2 separate regions of the Mustela erminea genome follow, and region 2 is linked to region 1. A link is a contact called in public Hi-C data. All regions are on one chromosome and are shown on one strand. Each heading gives the region's core, a stretch centred on a gene start, on an enhancer-like site or on the middle of the called end of the contact. The rest is flanking DNA. Distances are from core to core; before and after follow the strand shown. Region 1 has its middle 120 kb from the start of KLF4. Region 2 holds the start of KLF4 (Krueppel-like factor 4).

The links. A called contact is a pair of places that touch in the nucleus more often than the background predicts.
Region 2: a contact with region 1 is called in a Hi-C map of fibroblasts, with 4 times the contacts expected there. The contact joins the promoter of KLF4 here to the enhancer-like site in region 1. A contact is called at or near these places in 2 of 3 Hi-C or Micro-C datasets (fibroblasts and skeletal muscle).

What each region holds. Positions count from the first base shown.
Region 1 is chr12:24,646,248-24,650,554 of mMusErm1.Pri, reverse strand. No RefSeq gene overlaps it. Among named protein-coding and RNA genes, the nearest start is that of KLF4, 120 kb to the left of the region's middle. Within about 2 kb of position 1,929, the one cell type or tissue checked has open chromatin away from gene starts, as enhancers often do. A contact at or near this core is called in fibroblasts, where this site is marked.
Region 2 is chr12:24,766,548-24,770,854 of mMusErm1.Pri, reverse strand. It overlaps KLF4 (Krueppel-like factor 4), which reads right to left and starts at 1,966. Exons shown (of 4, transcript XM_032306958.1): 1 at 1,489-1,966; 2 at 1,256-1,376; 3 at 1-598. The coding sequence starts at 1,493.

The DNA.
Region 1 (4,307 bases), core at 680-3,179:
CACGTTTGTGCGAGGAGATGTTGGGAAAGATGGGAATACAGAGATGAAGGAGATCTGAGGCTGCCCTCAGGGAGCCTCCAGTGAGTGCAGTCCTGCTTCCTGACTCACCTGCGTGAGGATCTGGAGCCTGAAGGTGTCTGATCCACCTTTCCAGTAGCAAGCATGGAACCTGAGTTGGAGGGAATGCTTAGTAAATGGTGGGTTCCTTTCTCTGATGTCTCATTGGGGCACGTCCTTGGATTAGCCTGCTAAGGGCGTGGCTTTTGGGGTCAGACTGCCTGGGTTCAAATTCTGATGCTGGTACCTCCTAGACTGTGTTACTTTGGGAGGGTAACTCTCTGTGCGGTAGTTTCCCTCTGTGCAAGGCAGTGGTCTTGGTGATGCCTACCTCCGGGGGCTGGTACTGCTGTAAAGACTAAATGTCATCATGTTTCTATAATCCCTAAACGTGTGAGCAGTTCCTGTCACCTGGATGGGCCACTGAGTGTTGCCCCTCGCTTTCCCACCACCCATTGTTCATTCTCTCTGACAGTTACGTGTTGAGCATTTCCCATGTCAGGCACTGTGCTGGGTGGGGATTTAGCCGTGACTATACCAGACCCTGGGGTCTCCACATGGGTGGTTAAATTCCTGAATCTCTCTAAATGGAAGTCCTTTGCCTCTTCCAACCCAGAAAAATAGCTATTTGTTATCTCTGTAATGCCAAAAAAATTAGGGGTGAGTGTTGATTCATTTTTCGTCAGCACATCTGGCTTTTAGGTGAAAAGCTCTGCCAGAAATTTTGAAATATCTTGTTACTCTAAACATCAGAAGGCTCGGAGATTTCCCATTATTAATTGGAAATAAAAACTTCTTTGTGGTCCAGAGCAAGGGCAAAATTGTGATTTCACAGGTCAGCAGAAAGCTCACCATCACTGTTTTTGCTTGGTATTAATTTTGAGGGAGTAGGAGGAACAGAAGGAAGGTGGTTTCCAGAATGATAAATCAACGTGGCCATGTAAATGCAGTCAAGGGAGGCAACTGATGTGGTGGAGAACATTGCTCAAGTGTGGGCTTGGGCAATCATTTCATCTTTGTGAGCCTCAGTTTCCCTGTCTGTAAAGCTAGACTAATAGAACTACAGTGTGGTGCAGTTTGAGGTTTAAGAGCGAGCAAGAAAATGGAAACCAGTTAGTACTGTCCAGGGTAAAGTGCCGTTCATCATGGTGTGTTCCCGAGACCAGGGATGTGCACTTATCCAGGGGACAGGGAGACTTCCTCCTTTTCTATGTTCTGGGTCCCTTCATAGGTCAGAGGTGGTGGCAGTGGTCAGGGGCTCCCAGGAAACCTGTAGGCGGCTGGGCAGCATGCTACTTGGGAAATCTATATTCTCTCTGAAATTGCCAGATATTTGCGAGGATTTTCCCCCATTTTCTTTGATGAGCTAATTCTTGTTTCTAGTTTGCAGATCTTTGCAATGCGCTGTTAATTCCAGGGAATAAAGGGTATGGACAGGGGAGACTTGATTTGAGTGTGTGCTTGCCGCTATGTACAGTGGTGTGGAGACTGGGGGCCTTGCTGGTGGCAGCTTTTTGTGGCGGCATTTTGGTGTGTGCCTAACTCCCTGCCTGGCACCAGGCTCCGGGCCACCCTCCGTCTGCCGACACATAACTTCCTCCCCATCTCCAGCGAGGCAGAACGCAGAACCCAGGCCCGGCCGGCGCGCTGCAGCCAGGCCGCCGGCGACCAGCCTGGCCTGGCCCTCTGTGAGGCTCCGGGAGGATCGGAGGGCCTGGGTGCTGGGCCCCGGGGCCCAAGGTCGCTGGTGCTGGCACTGGCCCTGGCCCCTGTGCACTCAGGAGCGCGCCGCCAGCCGGCCTCGGGAACTGACCAGGCCGCGTGTGAGCGCCGGGATTCCTGCTCCGGCCTTAAATATGCCGGTTATTTTTATCTCCCTACGTCAGGCGGCGAAGGCCATCCCACCAGTGGCTGCGGCGGCTGCTACACAATGTTTCCCTTTAGTCGGGAGGGGAAATGGAGGGAGGCCAGACTTCCTGATCACATGGTGCTGAAGTCAATGAAAAAAAATTAAGGGGGACCCCTCCCTTTTTCTGCGATGCCCGATCCAGGCCCCCCACCCGCTCCCCCCACCCAGCCCCGTTGGGCTCCGTGCGTCGGGAGCAGCACAGGCTCCAGGCCGAGGGCCAGAGAGGCAGGAGAGAGAAAACATAAACATGAGATTGTTGCAGTAATTGGTGGCTCCGAAAACACTGAGGAAATGAGAGGCTTGTACGAAACATCAGCAGACAAGAAACGGGGTGATGTCAGACAGCCTTCCAGGATTAGAAACCCTTAAAAGCTCCGAGCCCGCGGCCGCTTGCGGAAAGGCGCTCGGCGCTCTCTGGGTAGGAAGCCGGATTTCGCCGGACTCCAGGCTGGCGCTTGCCTGGCCGGCGCTGGCTGTCCCCTCTTCCTCTCCCTGTCTCTGACTCCCCTCCTCTCCTTGTCCTTCCTTCTTACTCTTCTTCCTTCTCTTTCTCTTTTTCTCTTTTATATCCTCTCCCTTCTCTATTAGAAAGAAAAAGAGAGTCCATATCAAATGACTTGCATTTCTAACATACCTGGTCCTTTTAAATCTTTCCCTTACTTTGAAACACGAAACCAGACTCAACGCCCCACACCCCCCACAGGGGCAAATGACACTGGTTGTCCCCTGCCCTCTGAGTTTGCTCTTTCTCTTCTCAGTTCTCGCCTGGACACCCTTTTCTGGGTTAGCCCTATACGCGGCAATAAGGCACAAACATGTGCAAAGGCTGGGAATACACAGGCGCATTTATTAAGGACAAATTCACCAAGAAAATGGGATTAAATCCTTGCAAAAATCTGGCAGTTTCGGAGCAGAATGTAGATTCCCCAGTAAATTGTCACTCAGCCACCCTGTGAATAACCCACTTCTGGGACCTCACTTTCTTTTCATGGGATGATAGACATTAAGAAGAAGACACACACAGCGTGTACACACACACACACACACACACACACACACGCACGCATGCCACCCATCCACCCCTTACTCTCCCCTGTGCTTTCCCAGTCCCAGGGCAGCATAGCTAAAGCCAGTGAACAGGGTCTCTTGCCAGGTCCACTTGGAACCTTCCTGTGTCTTTAAGTTGGAGGCCAAGTCTCATCTGTTCAGTAACACTAAAGGTGCAGCCTCTATGGCTTTCTCTTCTGGTGTTTGCCAGGATTAATGAGGTGATGTTTGGAAAGAGCTTGAGCCCCTACAACCAAAGGCACCCATGACACCTTTTCAAAGAATGATTTATGTCCAGCTTTACCCAAATAGGAACCAAAAGAGAGTTCTCTATTTTCTCATCTTTAGAGCAGATGAATTCAACACCTGGGTCCTTGGTTTGGGGCATTTCAGAAGCTTTAGAATCTGCCTTATTAATTGCTCTGTCACCCTATACCACGAGGGCCAGTTCCCTCTACCCCCCTTCCTGAGATGCAGAAAAAAGTGTCACATCAAGGTCAAGTCTGTACACCTTTGGAGGAGTGGGACTGCTTCCAGAGACTTGGGTTCTCCTTACCGCGGCTCATGGTGAGAACAGCATTCCTTAACCCAAGCCTCTTCCCTACACTCCCATAAATCTTGTGATTTAACCCCCCCTCCCCCATTCTTGATGCTTCTAAGCTGTAGTAATTTGACCCAAGTGTACTTTTTGGTCTGATCCAATATACCTGTGGCTATACCACCCACCAAGAGGTAGATAACAGCCCTGCTTTCCAGTTCTCATGGGCACATTTTCTATCTTCGATGTTCCCTTATGCTCTGCACATCCCAGTGGGAAGCCTTATGTCTCCTTCCCAGTCTTCTCCTGATGTCCCTGTGTGAGGTAATGGTGTCCCCACGCCCTCTATTTCTCAACCCAGCAAGCTTGGGGGCTTCCTTTTCTATTCTTTCTTCCTCCCCATACATTTCAAGGTCAACAGAACCTGCTGTTTATTCCCAGAAAATCTCAGGTTCTCCGATGTTCCTCCTCAAGTCCTGGAATGAAAACCAGCAAAGGGCCGCTGTGGCGGAGGGCTTCTGGGGGGGCATGGACCTGGGCCTTTCACAGTTTCAGTTTAAATCCCAGATTTGCTGCTTAGCAGCTTCACAACTTCAGGCAAGTTACTTTGTCTCTATGAGCCTCAGTTTTGTCACCTATAAAGTGGGGATAATGACAGGCCCATCTCATAGGCTTATTGTGAAGATTGAATCAGATAAAACATGTAAAAGACTAAGCCCAGTGCCCGCCACAAAGTAGGTGTTCCATAGGCAGGAG
Region 2 (4,307 bases), core at 717-3,216, 120 kb before region 1:
ACTCGCTGCCAGGGGCACTCAGCGACGCCTTCAACACAAACTTGCCCATCAGCCCGCCACCTGGCGGCTGCGGCTGCTGCGGCGGGATGTACACTGGGTCCAATTCGGGCCGAAGGAGCTCAGCTACGAAGCCGCCCGAGGGGCTCACGTCGTTGATGTCCGCCAGGTTGAAGGGAGCTGTGGGAGGCGGCACAGACTCCCGGCCATAGAGGAGACCGCCGCCGCCAGTGCTGCCCGGCGTCACGCCCGGGTCCCCTCCGGGCCGGATCGGATAACTGAAGCTGCAGGTGGAGGGCGCGCTGGCAGGACCGCTGCTCGATGGGGAGGACGATGACGACGCTGACGCCGACGAGGACACGGTGGCGGCCACTGACTCCGGATGGGACAGCGAATTGGAGAGGATAAAGTCCAGGTCCAAGAGATCGTTGAACTCCTCCGTCTCCCTCCGAGGTAGGAGAGCAGGATTGGTGCCGCCACAGGCCGCGCCGACTCCGCCGCTTTCCAGGTCGGTGGCCACGGTCGCCGCCGCCAGGTCGTAGGGGCGGCCGGGAAGCACGGGGGGAAGTCGCTTCATGTGGGAGAGCTCCTCCCGCCAGCGCTGCGGGTATAGGACGGGGGAGAGAAACCGTCGGTACTGGTCTCCTGCTGCCATACCACGTACTGGCGACCCTGCCCGCGCCTATACCGCCCAGGCACCGGGACGAGAAAGACACGAAGCGCCGGCAGGCTCCAGGTGCCAGTGCTGCGATCTCGGCCCATCCCCGGGCCGGAGAGGCGCGGTGCGTCGGTTTGGAGAATACGGTGTCTGCCCGATTGCGTGAGAGCAGGCGCCGCGGCTGGGCAGCTCCGGTGCTTCCCCAGCCAGATCCCAGGGACGCTCCAGCCACCCTTGGAATTGGGACACCGAGGATCTCCCTATGCGCCCTCGCCACGGGTACGCCTACGCGCCAAGCTCACTCCGGCCCAAGCCAGTGTCCAGGGACCCATCCAACCTCCCGCCGGGTGGCCCCCGCGCCAGCCCTGCAGCCTGCGAGTTACAAGACGTGTGCACCGGGTGTGCGCCCCCGGCGGCTCCCCAGCGTCCGGACCACACGCATGTACAACCGAGCTACAGACACGGAAACCATCGTAAGACGACTGCGGGGCCACTCCTTCCCTCCGCCGGATGGGTCTCGAAGACCCCTGGGCTCCGCCCGTCCCTACCCCACCCACATAAGGCCACTGGACGCTGCCGACCTCTCCGGACAGTACTCACGTTATTCGGGGCACCTGCCGGACGCAGTGTCTTCTCCCTTCCCGCGGGGCCGGACGCGAACGTCGAGAAGGACGGGAGCAGTGCGTCGCTGACAGCCATGTCAGACTCGCCAGGTGGCTGCCTGCGGGCCGGGCGGGGCAGAGGCAGGAGTCAGGGGGCCACTCTCGACCGCCGCTCCGGCGCGTCCCACCGGACTTCACCACCCCCCACTCCGCGCCCCACGCTACACCTACCTCATTAATGTGGGGGCCCAGAAGGTCCTCGGGAGTTCAAAGCAGTGGGGGTACCCAAACCCCAAAATTAGGAGGAAAAAAAAAAAAAAAACTTAGAAACGAAGCCAAAACCAAAAGCCCAAAATTGCCCGAAATCCTTCTTTGGATTAAATATAAACGGGAGATGCCTTTTTAAGAAAAGTTCCTTTGTACACGAGAGTTCTTAAAAGTTGTAAACTCGTAAAAACAGACGATGAGCAAAGCGCAAGGCGGTAAGTAGGTCCGGTGGCCGAACTGCGCTCTTCAACTCAGCAGCGTCCTCCACCACTGTCGCGGTCGCCGCGGCTGTCGCCGTGGGCGCTGGGGCTGTGGCCGGGTTGGCGGGCGGGCGGCGCCGCCAGGTGAGACTGGCCGCAGCGGCGCGGATCTGCGGACTGGGCGGCGGCGCGGTGTGCGGAGTCCGGGGGACTGCGCGGGGCGCGCGCGGCCATGGGCGCTGGCCGCGGGCGGGTGGGTGGGTGGGGGGCCGGAGGGGCGGGGAGGGGCACTTGGCGGCTCCCGGTGCCGCCGCCGCCCGCCACCGCCTCTGCTCCCCGCGCGCCCGCAGCCGCGCTTGCTGTCTCGGGCCGGGGAACTGCCGGCGGCCGCCGCGCGCTCCTTACTTAACTTCTCGGCTCCCGCCCTACCCCCGCCTCCTACCCGCTGTACGCCGCGGCCCGCCGCCAGGCCCCGCCCCCTCCCTTTCTTCTCCCCTCCCTCCTACGGCCCCCCCGCGCGTTGCCATGGCAGCTAAATAAACAAACTCGGCGCACGTGGGGGCGGGGGGGAGGGAGGGGCGCGGGCGGGGCCCGGCCGAGCCGTGACGCCAGCCCGGCAGCTGGCGAGCAGGAGCCGCGCTGACGCCGGCGGTGGCGGCCCCGGCGGCGGCGGCGGCGGCTGTCCCGGTGCGGGGCGGTGCGTACTGAGCGCACGTCCGGTCGCTCTGCGACCGGGGCCGTCTGCGTCGCGGTGGTCCGCTCCGGGGGTTCGAAGCCCGTGGCGGAGGAGTCTGGTAGGGGTTGAGGGGTCGGTTCCGCTCCCCCACCCCCGCTCGGGTCCGTGCTTGCGGCGCACTCTGGGCGCTAGAGGAAAGCGCGATTATCCGCGTGACTCACTGAGCTTTCCGTCCCTCCCCGGCACACGCAGCAGCCGGGCGCTGGTCTCGGAGTGCCAGTGCGGGCTCTTGGCTTGGCTTCGCGGGGTTTTTCGTAGGTTCTCCGGCCGGGTGGCATGGGGGTGGGAGGCAAGGAAAGGTGGGTGCCCAGCACTGTGACGGAACTGGGAGCCAGAAAAGGCCTGAAAGGGTGGAAAGAGGTTGGAGCGGGAAGCGGAGTTATGGTTTTGATATTTCGGGGAGCCAGAAAGGGAGTGAAAGGGCTTAATATTGATTGTGGGGTGGAGAAGGCATAGGGGCCGTGAGGCGCAGACACCTTTCCACCCGAGAATCTCAAGGGCGCAAGCCCGCACCCTCCGTTCCACTTTATGGATGGGCAAACTGAGTCATAAAGAGGTGAAACGGCGAGGTAAAGGTCGGACGGGGAGTTCTCTCCCTTGGCTCAGGTTCCGAACGGTCAAGCCCACCGAGAGGCGCTTAGCTGGAAAGTGGCCACGTGTCAGGAAGTGGAGCGGTGCGGGGGGACCCCGGTTCCCGAAAAGGGCACAACGAGCTCGCGGCAGCCGTTCCTGCCCACCGGGAAGAGAAGAGGAAACGGCGATCGTTATTTCAGCCTTATAACGTTGCCTCCCCACCCCCACAGTCGCCTTAGTTAGTGATCAGTAATTTTCCAGCCGGGAAATGTTTTCGCCCTCATCTCTGCAAACTGCCCCCCCCCCCGAACGTGAGTGTGGTGTTCGGTATCGCCTGTTAAACGTAGGCTTGCGAAGTGTTTGGTTTGGATTGAGGCGCGCAGAGCCGGGCTCCACCCGCCCTCTCCACGGAGCCGCCTCACCAGTAAACGCTGTCGATCCCGGGAAAGACAAGGGGAGGAGGAAAAGGGTCGAAGCCCCAACACGGGGCGGAGTATTCGCTTACTTTCACAGAGCTCTCTAGTTGTTGCGTCGTACTTTAAGTCGTTGTCACCTGTTATTTGAGTTCTGCGATTCTGGTACCTATTAGGTTTACTCAGAGTATTTGTTATCCCCTAGTTTTCCACTTCTTGCCGACCACAGCAGCATTCTTGGAATGCATCTCATCCCGAGTGAATCCGCTGTGCCCCCTCTGCCAACGACAGGAATCCTTCTAGGTCCAGAGAGTTGGACGCCTTTGAATATGACTTCCATCCTTTGGCCAGGGCCTGCGGGGAGGGGTGTGTGTGCGCTGCTTTAGCAGGGAAAACCCGACCCTCCCTCGGGCTGGCGGGTTCGGCCTCACTCCATAGGAGCAGCCCACCTGAAAACATTGCCCTTTTCAAACGGAGAAGGCAAGAAAGGAAAACACCTGCTACCCCTCCCCCACTCCTTTCATTGTGATGGCAGAAATTTCTTGGGATGCTAGAACTTGAGGATTGCATGAAAAGGTTATACACTTTTACGTCAAGGCCTGGGTTCCTAATCCCCAATGAATTTGATTGGTAGCCATTTCCCTAGGCATGTAAACAACGTAAATCAGGACTTGGAGTTTGTAGCCACTGCATGAGGTGTCTTGTTTTGTTTTGTTTCTGTTTTGCTCTTATTTATCTAAAGCAGTAACCCTTCCCTTTCAACAAAAGTAACCACCACAATGAAAAAACAGTATTACAAGGGCGCCTGGGTGGCTTAGTGGGTTAAAGCCTCTGCCTTCAGCTCAGGTCAGGATCCCAGGA